Regions from separate parts of the Sus scrofa genome. Here all the other regions are linked to region 2. Evidence: chromatin contacts called from public Hi-C and HiChIP or PLAC-seq data. All regions are on one chromosome and are shown on one strand. The core of a region is the stretch at or near the end of the contact, and the rest is flanking DNA. Distances in the headings are between cores, read along the strand shown. Region 1 overlaps PRMT9 (putative protein arginine N-methyltransferase 9). Region 2 overlaps ARHGAP10 (rho GTPase-activating protein 10). Region 3 holds the start of ARHGAP10 (rho GTPase-activating protein 10).

Region 1 (2,700 bases), core at 4-2,503, 220 kb after region 2:
TCACGTTTCACAAGTTGCCTTTTCACTCTGCTGTGTCTTTTCATATACAGATTTTTTTGGCCACCCTGTGGCATATGGAGTTTGGTGATCAGATCTGAGCTGTAGTAGTTGCAGCCTAAGCCATAGCTGCAGCAAAGCTGGATCCTTAACCCACTGTGCCAGGCTGGGGATTGAACCTGCATCCCAGTGCTCCAAAGATACTGCTGATCCCATTGTGCTACAGTGGGAACTCCCAGAAGTTTTAAAATTTGATGTCCCATTTGTCTATTTTTGCTTTTGATTCTTTTTTCTGCCTGGTCAAGTCTGCTGTTGAATCCCTGTAGTGAATTTTTCAATTCAGTTATATTCTTCAGCTCAGAATATCTTCTTGGTTCTTCTTCAGTTTCTGTCTCTTAGCTGATATTCTCCTTTTATTCATGCCTCATTTTCCTGATTTCATTTTTTCATGTTTTCTTATAAGAGTTATTTTAAATTCTCTGGTAATTTGTTTCTTTAGGGTCAGTTTCTGGAGATTTAATTTGTTGCTTTTATTGAGCCATGTTTTCCTGTTTCTTTGTGTGCCTTATCTTTTGCTAGAGCTTGGGCTTCAAAAAAAAAAAAAAAAAGGACAGTCATCTCTTCCATTCTTTACTCTCTGGCTATGCAGGCAGGACTTTTTTTTTTTTTCTGTCTGTGACCTGTATCACAGCTCACGGCAATGCCAGATCCTTAACCCACTGAGCGAGGCCAAGGATCGAACTTTCATCCTTATGGATACTAGTTGGATTTGTTTCCACTGCACCACAATGGGAACTCCCAGGGAGGACCTTTACCATTCAGCCTTGCTGTTGATTCTGGAGACCTCTCAAGCCTTTTCTGGGGATGCATCTTCTCTGGGTTTGTGTATCATCGCCTAGTGAAGAGGTTTGCCTGTTTCTCCTCAGGGGCTTCCCTTGGTGTCTGTCTGAAGTACTGTAGCGTTCCTGGTGCTGGAGCCAGTCATGGTGCTAGAGCTCACCCTAATGTCCACGTGTGGTACTGCAGACTCTAGTGCTTGAAAAGCCAAGGGATCTCCTTTGTTTTCAGGGGTCCCCAACCATTCCTGCACCACTTAGATTCAGGCAAGTCAGAAACCAGTCTCTTCAGCAGCCCCTTGAAAGGCTGGCATGTTGGATATAAGTTCCACTCTTCTCTTTCTCTCCCCAAGGAGAAGCCAGGAGTTGGAAATTTTCTCCTGATTGCAGTTGCTGTGCCTAGAGGAGGGGCTATGGCCAGTAGATGCCACAGATTTTCCCACTGTCCTACCTACCCGGTGTTCTCTTTGGCTGTGTGCTGGCCTTACATAGGTTTTCCAGTAACTCTGTGGAATAGAAGTGGTGGAAGTGGGTATCCTTGTCTTGTTCCTTATTTTAGAGGAAAAGCTTTCAAACAGGGATATTTTCTTTAAGTGGAACCTTGTAAAGGATTTTTAGAAAGGAGTTTTGATTATAAAAAAAATTAATCAGACAGTATGTTCTGGCCGAAATGATCAGTCATGTTAGTGCATTATGTACAGCTGCCTATAATTCCCCTTCCCAGTGTTTCTCAAGAGGGAGGGGTCCTCCTGGCAGTTTGTGTGGGACAGTTTTTTTGGGGGGTGGGGAGGGGACAGCTCTTATGTAGGGCTGTCCTGTGTGTTGCCACACAGGATGTGGCATCTCTGGGAAGTAAATGCTTAATAGCACCCATAATCATTGTTTTAGCCAGTATTCTTCCCTTCTCTCCAAACACCTCCTGGGTAACCGCAGAGAACCAGTGCTCCTTTGCTTTAGTCTAAGCTATTGCACTGTCTCTTTACCAGGTTCTCCTGGATGTTAGGCTTACCTGACATCTGAGGTCATCTGGGGTTATTCTGGGGTCAGAGGTATGAGGAGACTCTCACCTCGGCCTCTTATTGTTATCTTTAGCCTCATGACTGGTGAAAGCGGATGAAGTTAGGGAATGGGAGGATAGATTGTCTCTGGGCTAAGGAATAAAAGCATCTGTCTTACTAGTTACCAACCTTCCCAGAAAAAGGGAAGGAAAAAATAAGCTATTTTACAAACTTAAACTTTAGTCTCTAGTTACCTTTGTTGTTGTTTTGAAGTATTCATTCTTTTCTTTTCCTTTTTTTTTTTTTTTTTTGGCTTTTGTCTTTTTAGGGCTGCACCCATGGCATAGGGAGATTCCCAGGCTAGGGGTCTAATCTGAGCTGTAGCCACCAGCCTACACCGCAGCCACAGCAATGCCAGATCCGAGCTGGGTCTTTGACCTGCACCACAGCTCATGGCAATGCTAGATCCTTAACCCACTGAATGAGGCCAGGGATCGAACCCGCAACCTCATGGTTCCTAATCAGATTCGTTTCTGCTGCACCACGATGGGAACACCTGAAGTGTTCATTCTTAAGAGTTATTCATTCATACTAGATTAAAATGTAGGAGAAAATATAAAAGCTTAGTAACCTTTTTTTTTTCTTTTGGCTGTGCCCATGGCATGCAGAAATTCCTGGGCCAGGGATCAATCTCAGGTCACAGCAGTGACCCAAGCCACAGTAGTAACAATGCCAGATCCTTAACCTGCTAAGCCACCAGGGAACTCTGCCTTTAAAAAAAAATATTTTAATTTAAACCCATTTAAAAACACTTTGTGGAGTTCCTATTGTGGCTCAGCAGTAATGAACCTGACTGGTATCCATGAAGA
Region 2 (2,700 bases), core at 14-2,513:
TTTTTTGTTTGTTTTTTTTTTGCTAAAACCCACAGTATGAAATACCCATTACATTTTGATTCACAAGATACCTATATTCACATATATATGAACATAAATAACTGAAGCTATCAGAGTATATCTTTATAAGCACAAACAAAAATCATGTGTTTCAAAAACAAGTATAAAGAAATGTCAGGGTAGCTCACAAAACAGTTTCAAATGTTCCACGTATGGCTCCTTAAGTTGCCTAAGTACTGTGAATAGTATTAAATAATTTGTTACCAATAATGGTTGAAGGTACCAAAGTCTGGATGGATGCCCTTGCAGAATAAAGGTCATCCCATAAACACTACTGCGGTCACATTCCAAAAGAATTTCTTTCAGAGGGATTTCTTTTTTCAAGGGTGGAGTCACAACTAGGATGGCAGAAATTGTACCTGTCTGCCAAGTCCTTGAGATGTCGCTGGGCCAAGAAGGCAGAGAACCACTCTTGAGAGGCGATTCTTGGCCTTCCCAGATCTCTAGGTCCCCTGTTTACAGTTTACGCCCCAAGGCCTCCAGCATCCATACATTAGATCTTGAAAGAAACACATTCCCATTCTATCACACAAAATTCAATGAGCAGAGCAACTTGCTATTATACTTACAGGTTCCACAAACTCAAACTTCTTCCTCTCTTGGATTTCCTGAAGCTTACACACATATTCAAGAGACAGTTCATAAAAGTGCTGCCGGTTCTGTTCCACTTGGATATCTGCCTATGTTAAAACAAGGAAGGGCAGTCCAATTAGAGGCAGTCAAAGTCTTTACCCAAGGTCTGCAAAAGCACAGTCCCTGCTGCCTGTCTTCCTAAATGAGGCTGTGCTGGACCACAGTCAGGTCTACTCATTTCTGTATCTTCTATGCTGCTTTCCTGCTACAACAGCTGAATTGAGTCATTGCAATAGGGAGCTTGTGGTCTGCAAAAGTCTGAAGTATTTACTCTCTGATTCCTTGCAGAACGAGCTGGCCGACCCCTGTTTTTGAGCTGAGATGGATCCCAAAAGTCTCAAGATCAGATAGTCATATCTTCATGAAAAACCTACCCCCAACCACAACCGACACCCAAGGTAGAGCCATCCACATAAAATCCAAGTTACAGAAACACTATTTCCATTAACTAATCCCCTGAGAATGAAGAGGCCTGGGAAAGAGGGGGGGACAAACTCCCGTCCCCTCAGCACTCATGAGTGAAGGCAGCAGGTGAGGAAGTGGCGGCCGTGGCACCATCTCAGGAACTTGGCTCTCTCGGGCAGGCCTGGGCTTGATGCCCACCTGCACGCAGTCACGCTCCTAAGCCCTCACCAGGTCCCGTCCCCTGGGAGGGCACAGGCAGCAGGTGGTCAGAAGACCATTCCAAAAAAGGTTCCAGCTTGTCTTCTCTAATGAGAAAGGAACTGGGAGAGGGGACGGCTCCACAGAAGAACAGCAGAGACACGGCTCGTCCTTGCCAACATTCTTCTAAGGCATCATGCATTTCCTAACTTGGCTAATTCTCCTTCTAAAAGTATTTATCTGGACATTTCTCCAAAGAGGCAAGAAGCCATGTCTAAACACATGGAAAGATGCTCAGCATCATCCATCATTTATGGAAATACAAATCAAAACCGCAACGTACCACCTTGCAAAAGATAAAATGAAATTAAAATTAAATAAAATTAACATAGGGAGTTCCCTTCGAGACTCAGCAGTTAACAAGCCCGACTAGGATCCATGAGGATTCGGGTTCGATCCCTGGCCTCGCTCAGTGGGTTAAGGATCCAGCGTTGCTGTGAGCTGTGGTGTAGGTCTCAGATGAGGCTCGGAACCTGCGTTGCTGTGGCTGTGACATAGGCTAACAGCTGCAGTTTTGATTCGACCCCTAGCCTGGGAACCTCCAAATGCCACAGGTATGGCCCTAAAATGCAAAAAATAAAAATAAAATAAATAAAATTAAAATTAAATGCAATTAAAATATAAAATACATAATAAAACAGAAAATAACAAAAAACAAACCTATCTTTAAAAGCCCCAGAAAATAACTAGTATTGGTAAAGATGTGGAGAAACTGGAAATTTGTGCACTGCTGGCGGGAATGTAAAATGATGCAGCTGCTATGGAAAACAGTACGGCAGTTCTCCAAAAAATTAAAAATAGAATTACCATATGATCCTGCAATTCCATTTCTGGGTGTGCACTCACAAGACCTGAAAGCGAAGGACTCACACCCACATTCACAGCAGCATTATTCACAGCAGCTAAACGGCAGAAGCAACCAAGTGTTCACTAACGGATGAAGAGATTAAAAAAGAAAAAACATGATCTGTACGTGTAATGGAATATCATTCAGCCACAGAATGGAAGGAAATTCTGGCACTTTCACCACATGGATGCACCCTGAGGACACTATACTATGTGAAATAAGCCAGTCACTAAAGGACAGATGCTGTATCGATTCCACTGACATAAGGTACCTGGAACAGTGAAATTCACAGAGACAGAAAGTAGAATGGTGGTTGTTGGGAGCTGGGACAAGAGGCTGAGAAGTTAGTGTGGAAGGGGTACAGAGTTTCAGTATCGCAAAATGAAAAATGGTCAGAGGTATGGTGGGGTTTGCCCTACAATGTAACTGGACTTAGTAACACCGAACTAACCGTATCCTTGAAAACGGTTAAAAGCACACATTTTCAGAATATTTTA
Region 3 (2,700 bases), core at 85-2,584, 140 kb after region 2:
GGGACTGATCCCTCAGAACCGGCTATGGGTTACAGGTGCGGTCAGGCTGCCCAGCGCCTCACTCAAGTTAATGCCTCCCCATTTCCAGCCGCATCACCAACTCTGTTGGAGCGCGAATTTCAGGCCACCTCTCTCCTAGAAAAGCTCTTTTCGGATAATGTAGGTACATCTTAGCCCTCCTGGCCACTTCTGAGTTGTTCAAAAGAGAGAGAGGAGAAGAGAAAAGCAGCAAGCTGGCCGGGGTGGAATTCCCTATTTGCAGGCAGTGCTGGCTCCGGCCAGAGGGCAGGCTGTCTGCTCAGCCTCACAGCCCCAATCTTTGAACCCTTCTCAGCGCAGGAGGAGGGAAGGAATGCGCGGAAGGCAGCCACAACGCCAGGTGGACTTTCTGGTTTAGCTCAGTAAGGGACCCAGGCTGAGACTGTTGGAGGAGATCTGCAAATGGCACGGAAAGTGTACGGTTTAAGGGACTTGTGAACAATTCAACACCCAGCAGGTTTTCAAAGAATCCCCAGGCAAGTTCTTGGGAGAGGTCACAAGCCAAGAAACTCACGTTTCTGTTTCGGGCCAGACAGTGAGCAGCTCTAGGGGGCAACAGAACTTGCCCGCGGGCGGGTCCGGCGGGGAAAGCAGGCGCCGGAGCCCCGGGGCTGGCGGGCGGCGCGCTCGGACGCACAGCTCCCGGCTTCAGCCGCTGCGCAGGCGAGCAGGGCAGGAAAGGGGACTCGCCCTCGGCTGCCCGGAGAGCCCGGAAGGAACGATCCCGGGGCCTCCCGGTCCCCAATGAGTCTCCCGATCCTCCGGCAGCCGGCCCTCCGGCACGGGACTGTCGGTCTCCCTCCGGGAGAGGCTCCTCCTAACCACGCCGCGCCGCAGCCCGCCCGCGCCCGGGTTCCCTCTTACTTTTGGTCGCCGCGATGAGGTTCTTCCCGTCCTTGATGAGCTCTTTGATGAACTTGTTGGTCCTCTCCAGCTCTGCTTCGTGGGCGCGGATCCTCTCCCGGAACCACGGGCTGTCGAGGTAGCAGTCGCTGAACTCCAAAGGCTGCAGCCCCATGACGGCGGCGGTCCGCGCGCACAGCCAGCCGCCCGATCGCCCGCTCGCCGAGCGCACAGCCCAAGCCGGGCTCCGGGGCCACCACCAGGTGCGGGGCCGAGCGCGCAGGAAGCGCGGGAGAAGCTAGCAGTCCCGGGCGCGCGGCGAGAGCAGCGCCGGCATGTCCCGCGGAGGTGAGGCCGGCCGCACTGAGCTGCACCGCCGAGGGGAGCGAGAACCGGGCGCCGGGATCCCGGCAGCCTCTGCCAAAGCTCCGGCGCCGCGGCCCCGCCCCGCTCGGCCCCGCGCTGCACGCCCTCCCGGAGGCGCGAGCCCGCCCCGCCCGGGCGCCTCCCGGCCCGCCCCTCTCCGCGCTGGCCGAGCGCCCTCTTCTTTTTCCTCCGCCACCTTCTTCCTCCTCTCCCTTCCTTCCCTTCCTTCCCCACGACACTTCTTCCTACTCTTCCCCACGCGCAGTGGCCCCTCCTCTTCCTTCCGAGGCTCCCTCGGTTTAGAATTTCGCCCCGCGGCTCTCCTCCAGACCCGGGCGCCACGCCTTTTCTTCGGCCCCCCTCTTCGGGGTGACTCACTATCTGCTCCCCCCGATGCAGCTTGACCCAGACCGGGAAGGGACGTCTTCAGAGCATCTCTAATCCCGCTACCCGGCGACTTAACTCAGAGGTCCGGCTTGCTAGAGGACACAAATGAGTCCGATATCCCATCCATCCTGGAGTGGACCCTGAGTTGTGAACGGCTCTCTATTTCCCATTCTCCGTCCCCATCTAAAGTAAAATGCCTGCTAAATCTCCGCTTTAGATTGAAAGCTAAGGGCGGGGAGCTGCTCTTACACTCGTCTATGTCACCACACTGACGACTTAGGGGGAAGGAGAGGGTGTCTAAATCGTGTAAGAATTGTTTCTCTTGTATTCAGCGGATTAAATTCGCTTGAATAAGTAGAGTCGATCTTTATTATTCTAAAAATAACCACTGGAACGAAGATGCCAGGTTCGGGGTAGTTTTCAGGAGGTCGGGGATGATGGTCAAATGAGAATTTGTCAATGCCCCTAGAAAAGGATATTATTCCCTTTGTCCTAAAACAACTCAAATGTGTCCCCCAAATGTTGAGACATTTTAAATTATTGAAATCCTTACCTGAAAGAAACCAATTTTTCATTAGATTAACTTTTAATAAAAGCAGCTAACAGTTTATTAAGCAATTATTATGTGCCAGGCACACACTAGTGACTCCACATACATTTTTCTACAGGCTCACAACATATGTTTACATACATAGGTCCCCTAATGATGTTAATAGTACCGAGAGACCTCAAAGTGATTCTTTAAAAGGTTCAGACTGGGAACTGGGTAATTGAGCCTCTGGACAGCTTGTGCTAGGAGTGTAACCCTCAGGAAAAAGTTAACTAAGCCTCCTACTCGATAAGCTCTTTTGTTACAAAACAGCTCTGTGAGTGGCTAACCTACAGATAAACAGATAAACATTATTGCTTTTAATGTCCATCCTCTGGAGAGTTCAAAATGTTTTACTAATAATTTTTATGGTTGAAAAGCTTGGTTCCTGCTAAAAATCAGCAGGGGACTGGAGTCTACGGAGGAGAAAATATAAGAGGCAAATAAAAGGGTGAATGTAACAGTGAGGGCCTTGC

What was found. A called contact is a pair of places that touch in the nucleus more often than the background predicts. HiChIP or PLAC-seq counts read pairs in DNA pulled down with a chosen protein or histone mark.
Region 1: a Hi-C map of fetal skeletal muscle shows a contact between it and region 2, with 4 times the contacts expected there. The contact joins two enhancer-like sites. A contact is called at or near these places in 2 of 5 promoter capture datasets (fetal liver and liver), 35 of 47 Hi-C or Micro-C datasets (adipocytes, adipose tissue, alveolar macrophages and 18 more) and 2 of 2 datasets of contacts at active chromatin or transcription factors (alveolar macrophages and skeletal muscle).
Region 3: an H3K27ac HiChIP or PLAC-seq map of skeletal muscle shows a contact between it and region 2. The contact joins the promoter of ARHGAP10 here to the enhancer-like site in region 2. A contact is called at or near these places in 1 of 5 promoter capture datasets (liver), 23 of 47 Hi-C or Micro-C datasets (adipose tissue, alveolar macrophages, blood and 14 more) and 2 of 2 datasets of contacts at active chromatin or transcription factors (alveolar macrophages and skeletal muscle).

What each region holds. Positions count from the first base shown.
Region 1 is chr8:81,102,323-81,105,022 of Sscrofa11.1, forward strand. All of the region lies in intron 9 of PRMT9 (putative protein arginine N-methyltransferase 9), which reads left to right. Among named protein-coding and RNA genes, the nearest start is that of PRMT9, 27 kb to the left of the region's middle. Within about 2 kb of position 1,254, at least 21 of the 83 cell types and tissues checked have an H3K27ac peak or open chromatin away from gene starts, as enhancers often do. A contact at or near this core is called in adipose tissue and fetal skeletal muscle, where this site is marked.
Region 2 is chr8:80,886,823-80,889,522 of Sscrofa11.1, forward strand. ARHGAP10 (rho GTPase-activating protein 10) reads right to left here. Exons shown (of 23, transcript XM_021100659.1): 6 at 630-740. Among named protein-coding and RNA genes, the nearest start is that of ARHGAP10, 140 kb to the right of the region's middle. Within about 2 kb of position 1,264, at least 15 of the 83 cell types and tissues checked have an H3K27ac peak or open chromatin away from gene starts, as enhancers often do. A contact at or near this core is called in adipose tissue, fetal skeletal muscle, omental adipose tissue and 1 more, where this site is marked.
Region 3 is chr8:81,023,167-81,025,866 of Sscrofa11.1, forward strand. It overlaps ARHGAP10 (rho GTPase-activating protein 10), which reads right to left and starts at 1,335. Exons shown (of 23, transcript XM_021100659.1): 1 at 904-1,335. The coding sequence starts at 1,057.